2 separate regions of the Hordeum vulgare genome follow, and region 2 is linked to region 1. The links are chromatin contacts, called in public Hi-C maps. All regions are on one chromosome and are shown on one strand. Each heading gives the region's core, a stretch centred on a gene start, on an enhancer-like site or on the middle of the called end of the contact. The rest is flanking DNA. Distances are from core to core; before and after follow the strand shown. Region 1 has its middle 140 kb from the start of LOC123442899. Region 2 holds the start of LOC123442902 (mitochondrial-processing peptidase subunit alpha-like).

What was found. A called contact is a pair of places that touch in the nucleus more often than the background predicts.
Region 2: a Hi-C map of leaf shows a contact between it and region 1, with 8 times the contacts expected there. The contact joins the promoter of LOC123442902 here to the enhancer-like site in region 1. A contact is called at or near these places in 5 of 6 Hi-C or Micro-C datasets (leaf and seedling) and 1 of 1 datasets of contacts at active chromatin or transcription factors (embryo).

What each region holds. Positions count from the first base shown.
Region 1 is chr3H:45,486,094-45,489,702 of MorexV3_pseudomolecules_assembly, forward strand. No RefSeq gene overlaps it. Among protein-coding and RNA genes, the nearest start is that of LOC123442899, 140 kb to the left of the region's middle. Within about 2 kb of position 2,043, at least 2 of the 3 cell types and tissues checked have open chromatin away from gene starts, as enhancers often do. A contact at or near this core is called in leaf, where this site is marked.
Region 2 is chr3H:45,878,284-45,881,892 of MorexV3_pseudomolecules_assembly, forward strand. LOC123442902 (mitochondrial-processing peptidase subunit alpha-like) reads left to right here and starts at 1,888. Exons shown (of 13, transcript XM_045119082.1): 1 at 1,888-2,046; 2 at 3,226-3,471; 3 at 3,566-3,609. The coding sequence starts at 2,011.

The DNA of each region.
Region 1 (3,609 bases), core at 793-3,292:
AATAAACTGGGGCGACCGAGTTGGGGGTGAGCCGAAGATGGGCTGGCCTAATCGGGGGCGCCACGCCCGTGCGGCGTTCGACTCTTTGCCGCAACTCGTGGCGAATAGGAGGTCCGGAGCGGCTGCTCCTGTAATATGGAGTAGTATATTTATTTAATATATACTCCTAGAAGCTTTTGTGTCTACAACTCTTCGTACATGTCTGGTCATCAGTCACAAAATTGTCCACACACCAATCCAGTCGAAGACCCGAGAAGCACACATGTGCACAAGAGCTCCACGAAGAAAGTTGGAGTATAATAAAATAGCCCATGTTGGCCCCTTTGTCTTAAATTTATTTAAGAAATATATGTGCGGTAGATTGGCTCGAGTCTTTACATATATCCTCACCTTATGTAATTTTCATGTCTTCGTTTTTAAAACTTGATACATAGAACTGCAGAACATGCTCTTCATCATGAAGTAAGCACATAACAATATAAATATTTTTTGAGAATCAGAACAATCTATTGTCTTGGTACGTTTCAATGACATGCGGGCCTGTATACGAACTAGGTGCTTGTCAAACAATCTATTGTCTTGATGCTGTTCAATGACATGTGGGCCATGCTGTAACCGGAATCATTGCTTTGAAATTCACCGCGTTCAAATCCATTGCCATCTGATGGATATTGTCACCACTGTTGACGAGGGAAGAAATGACAAATGATTACAAGTAGCAACACGAGTGTGACGTCACGTTAAAATAGAAGACAAGAATATGTGTCGGGTCTTAAGCAATGCTTATTGGGTTAGCGACATATAATTTATTTCTTTCGTTGCAACGTATAAACATATTTGCTAGCATAGGGGAAATCGCAGCTAACCGTGAATTGAAGTGTAACACACCATGCAAATAATAAATTGGATCAAAAATCTATGTTGCAACAGAAAAGGAAGTTAGCACCTTTATACAACGATAATTTCATGGTTAGCATAGTCAAAACAAAATCATATATGCATGGACGGTTGACAAAGTATATGATAATTTTATTATCTTATTATTATGTGATCACGACAAAGTTTATGAAAGTTTTGTTATCTTATTGTGTAATCATTCTTCATGTCTAAAAGAAAACTAACCAGTTGCTTCATTTGATTTTCCGCAGTATTGAGACACGTCTGTATGCTAAAAGAATATTCCCCCGTTGCAATGCACAGCTAACTCCTGGCGGTATGTCACGGAAATTGTTTTCAAAGTTAAAAAATATTACCAACCCTCCCCCCAATGCCACCTATAAGTAATAAAAAATGTTTCACATAGGAGAACCCCGCGGCCCCAATAGAGACCTCCTAAAAACCTTCATGATTACATGAAATTGATAGTGATAGTGTATCTCGATGATGCAGCAAAATATGACCATGATCATTGGATATTATGCTTTTTTCTTCTTCTGTGGCAACGCATAGACTCTTTTGCTAGTATATATTTACATCCGCATCCGCAAGCATCCGCATATGCTAAATGCCCACCAATTTAACTGCGATTTGCTATGATCCCAAAGCGATTTCATATTATTGCCGCAAAGTGACATGCACGCATATAGTACTATTACTCTACTAGGTTCTTGATCAGAAGATTTGCCTAACCATTGCTTAGGAGGAAAGGAAGATGGCTCAACATGGCACTTGGGAGTGAGAGAATATATCCAAAAAGGGAGGCCCCATGTTCTGTTATTCCCAATCCCACTAACACAAATTCCCCTTGCAACTTCTTTACGGGACCGAATCAAACGACACATGGAAGAGCCTAACAATGTGTTAACTCAGCTAGCCAGATGCATGCGTTTTCTCTTTTCTTTTCTTTTCATAACCAATACTATGTTCTTGTGTGCGCCTGCTGGAGAGAAGAGAAGAGAGAGAAAGAGAAAGAGAAAGAGAGAGAATCCAAGAAGTTGTTTTTCGTTGCAAGCCAAAAGAGAAAGAGAGACAAGCCCTCGCTTTCCCCTACGCACCATACATACAACACATGAGAGAGAGCGAGAGAGAGAGTATGAGGGAAAAGGACACGGAATCGATCCCGCAATTGAAAGAGACAGACACGGAGCAATATGCGCGCCACTGATCTATGGTGTTGTATGCATGCATGCATGCATGCATGTACATAGACCAATGGACTTGGCAGTCGATGTGTTTTCTTGCCTGAGCAATACGTAGTGTATATATTGTTGATTGGTTTGGAAGAGCTTATCACGCTAGCCACATTTTTGAGCCGATTTTTGCCGAATTTTGCCTTGGCAGCTGCATAAGCTCTTCCCCGTACATATATACTACAGTATAATACTAACATTGCCTTGCAGTGGGAGGACAAAGTTTCACGGATGAAACACACCTACGTCGCCGATATAAAAATAGCTTGCTTGAAGAATATCTGGAATCAGATAGTGTACTCCCTCCGTCACGGTTTAGAAGACACAGTTAAACTTGCATGCGTTTTCAAAATAGATCACGTTTAAGGCGTGAAAACAATTACTCCTATTAATTAGTACTAGTACTATTCATGCATGCGTCCTTCCAATTTGTTGCTCATACATTAGTACTAGTATTTTTTCAGTTGATTAGGCGCATTAGCATCTACACCTGCTACATCTCACAACCAATCGGTGACTACCTTGGTTTCAGAGATTTTCCAAACGTGCTTTCTAAACCGTGATGGAGGGAGTACTATTTATGATGTAGTATCTGCTTATTGGTTACTTAAAAAAAACTCGTGATAATTAACGGAAGCAAATAGGGCAGAAGTGCAAAGCAGAACCGCAAGGAATATTGGAATCGTTTACCTAACTCTTTGTACTCCAAAGATATATTCTATTCTCCCAGCATGCAGCAATTATAGAAGAAGTAGCATTGTGCCCTAGCTAGAAAGGCCAACTCCATTAGCCAGGTCGTGCATCTATATATATGATATCGGACAAGTGAAGAGGCATCTGCCCAAATCAGATTCGATCGATGATAGTACTTTGGTAGGTCCTAGGAGGGAGTTGCACGAACTCAATGGAAGAACGTGTCTCCCTCTCCACTACGAAATGTTAGTATTATACTGTAGTATATATGTACGGGGATATATGAAACCATGAGCTTTGTTTTGTTTCGTATGGTCCTACAATCAATGTGCATCTGAACCATGGAAATAGTAAAGAAACTGTAACCAAGGAATATGCTGCCGGTTAAGATCGAACAGTGTCTCGTCAATCGATCTTCTGTTACAAGGTATCGATCGGTCCGTGGATGGCCACACCAGCCCTCCTGCCAGCTATGCCGGTGCTCCCCTGAGACGGCGAGACACATGCTCTTTGAATGCCGTTACTCCAAGAGGATGTGGTCCGCGGCGGCATCCTGGCTCTCCTGCCCGGAATTACTGCTTAGCATGGGCTCTGGTCGCCCCAAGGTGGTGGACTACTGGCAGGCCTTAGCTAGGTCGCCCTCTTCCTCTCCCAAAGGTCTAAAAACGGCTATCATGCTCATCACCTGGGAAATCTGGAAGGAAAGAAATGAGAGAGTCTTCAACAAGAAATCCTCTCTGCCGGTGGTGGTCATGCTCAAGATAAGAGAGGTAGCAAAAGATTGGAT
Region 2 (3,609 bases), core at 638-3,137, 390 kb after region 1:
TGACCTGTACAGTTTTATCCAAACTGCTCAAGAATATTTTGTTACACTTAACTGCTCAAGAATATTTTGTTACACTTAACTGCTCAAGATGTGTAGACCCTTCTAGTGAAAACAGGGGGAATATGGCATGTATGCCCAAAGAACTCAATAGCAACCACTCAAAGGACATGATGTTTTTGCACCCCCAGCTCAGCTCGGGTGAACAGTAAATTCGAAAAATATTGTAAAAATATTCAAAAAAATCTGTTTTTTTAGAAAACTTTGACAAATGTTCTAAGTGTCCAGAAATTTCATCATGAAATCACATTTGTGGGAGTAGTGGCAAAATAAAATTGAAATTTTGAAAATGCTACTTTCAAAGCATTTTGGATCGCTAATTTTGTTTTTCTTGCCACGACTTCAAAAAATGTGATTTCGTGCTGAAATTTTGCAAGGTACTAAAACATTTGTCAAAGTATGCTGTAAAAAAAAATCTGACTTTTTGGAACATTTTTAAAATATTTTACGAATTACTGTTCATCCGAGCTCAAAATGAGCTCGGGTGTAGAAGTGCACTTTCCCCCACTCAAACCTCAACTTCCAACAGTGACACAAATGGAAATGCATTTTGATACACATGTTTGGCTCAAATGCTCACCAACAAATGGCACACAGTGGTGTCATTTTCAGGAAGTAATACACACACAACCATTCTAACAGGGGAAATTTGCTAATTCCAGATGCAAGAGAACAAGTTGTGACAAAGTTGTCTTTACATACAATCATCGTCGGTACACAAATTGTATTGACATTGCACTTCTAGCAACAATACTATCCGGAGGTGCAACAGGCCTTTACTATATATAATTATGAACGAAGCTAACTAGGAGTTCCGGCTAACTAGCAGCTTGTTCCAGCTATTCCCTACCGGTTACCGGATTTTCTTTGGGAAAAAAGGGGCATTCCAAACAATTTAATTGAGAGATAAAAACAAATGCACTCTCGCAGATAACCAAATCCTTGGCATCAATCAAATAAGAAAATGGTTCGGCACAATTGCTTGCATCCCTAGCGCCAGCCGATATGATAAATATGATCTGATAAAATCGAAGAGCAATAACTGCTGAAGAAAATACGATCGACCCTAATGAAGCCCCGCAATGACCAAGCACCTTCACACACCAACCCTGCGCTACGCACGGCAAACACATTTGAGATAAAGAGCCCAACAAATTCAGAGAATCTGGTAGCTAAATGCCTAAACCTGCTGCTTCATCAAGCAGGTGGACGACGGACCTACGATTCATACGCTAGTCACGCCATGCAATCTCCACATCACGAAACAACTTTGCCAGACACAATTGCAATTTGGAGATGCAACAAAAGCAGCAAGGTAACAAACGTGACAAGTCAAAAAACACATACCAGCATCCTGAGGATACGAAGTACAGTGCCTAACTGGCATTTGATCAAACAGATCACCTGCTCGGCGCCAACCACGACGGCGGCCGCCACTGGAAGCTCCAAGCTCCTCGCCGGAGCGATGCAATCTACTCTTCCAATGGCACGCAATCGAGGGCTCGAGGCCAATCGCGTCGCCGATCATACCACATCCATCACCCCGCGCGTCGACGTGTGCTGACCATGCCCCCGCTGACACCGCCGGAGACCCAGAGCACGTGGCGGCGGTGATCGCTTTGCCCGTCTCGATGAGCGCGGTTTTTTTTTAGAGATAGCTGTTTTTAGGTGATTTTCTTTTCTTTAGCAAAGCGCAGCCCAAAGCTTCAAGCCGGCCCGGCCCAACAGTACTAAAGGGCAACAAATGGGCCCAATCTCCACCGAAATAGCCCGGCCAGGGCCGGCCCGTTAACGAATTCCCGATGTCACCCACTTCTATATGCGCAACCAGTCTCTCACGAATTGTCGCCTTCCACTTGTCTCACGGTCTCCGTCCCCATCTCCCCCCTCCGCCGCATCCGCCGCGCCGCCGGCGACGACCCCGTCGACAGATCTTCACAGGCACCCTCCACCATGTACCGAGCCGCCTCCGGCCTCGGCGCCCTCAAGGTCAGCCGTCCCCCTCCCGAAACCCTAACCTCCCGTCCCCTCCGATTCGCTAGATCTAGTGGCTCCGTAGCACCCATCACGCCGCGATGCGTCCGATCCGAATGGACACAGCTCATGGTCGCGTCGCGATTGGTACCGGACTAGCATCCGTGGTTCGGGGTCACGCGGATTTGATGCGTGAGCGTGTAGTGGAGCCATTCTGGGCGCCGCAAGTAGGAATCGCTGTCGGAATGTTTGCACTGGTATATTGAATTGGGAAAGCATGGATTTCAGGTGCGAAGACGAGTGTGTGGCGAGTTTGTTATGTTGCGCATGCTAGTGTAAATATCATGGGAAGGGTCATCTCTGCGGTTGTTTGCACGTTAGTTGGTTTATTATTGGTGGGATGATTTGGTTCCGATATGACCTAGTGAAATTACATGATTCATGGCATTAATGATGTTGCTTTGTTTTGTCCTTTGTCCTTTGCAAATGCATGCTTTGGGTCCAGTACCATTCTAGTTGTGTTCTATTTCACTACTTCTTGTTATGATTCATGATGTGCGTACTCAAGTGTATGATTCGGAACAGCTTTATTCAAAGTTGGAATAGCTTGTTAAATTCCCTCTATGCAATCTGTTTCATTTCTTGTTATAAATATTGTGTTGACATAGACAAAAGAGAAATGGTGCTCTGGAACCATCAATATTTACTTTGAACGGTCATGATATGTTTGCCTGTAGCATGTGCTTGATTTCTGATGTCAGTGTAAGCATTGTTGGGCTTACAGACCGATGGTTGTTTTAGTCATAGGCAGAGCTAGCCTTGGATGTAGATATACCTTGTGCGGAGGCAGAATATGTCATTATCAATATTTCTTGTAATGAATGTTGTGTTGACATAGACAAAGAGAAATGATGCTCTGGAATCATCAATATTTACTTTGAATGGTCATGATGTGTTTGCCTGTAGCATGTGCTTGATTTTTTTGTCAGTGTGAGTATTGTTGGGCTTACTGACCGATGATCGTTTTAGCCTTAGGGAGAGCCATAGCCTTGGATGTAGATATACGTTGTGCGGAGGCAGAATATTTCATCATCGAGACAGCTTGATTTTGTTGGGCTTTTAATTGAAGTTGTTCATATTGGTTAGATCAGCTTTACCTGCATAATCATAATATCAATTGTTTACCACTTGCAGCGGCATGGGGCGGATACCCAAATGTTGGATATTGCGGTTAGGTCTGCTAGCACAAGTGTTGCACAGAGGTCATCAGGCGGCTTCTTGGGCTGGCTGACAGGTGCACGTTCAAATGCACTACCCCCTCCAGATTTTGCACTCCCAGGAGTCACTATTCCTCCTCCGCTAGCTGATCATGTGGAGCCTGGCAAGACAAAAGTCACAACACTACCTAATGGTGTAAAAATTGCCTCTGAAACATCTCCAGTATGTGTTCCTTACTTTTTATAATCTAGTTGTTTCATGCATGTTCCTCATGGTGGTCAGGTAGTGATACCAATGTTTTGTACTTGTTATCTAGGGATCATCATGTTCTGTTGGAGTTTATGTTAACTGTGGGTCTGT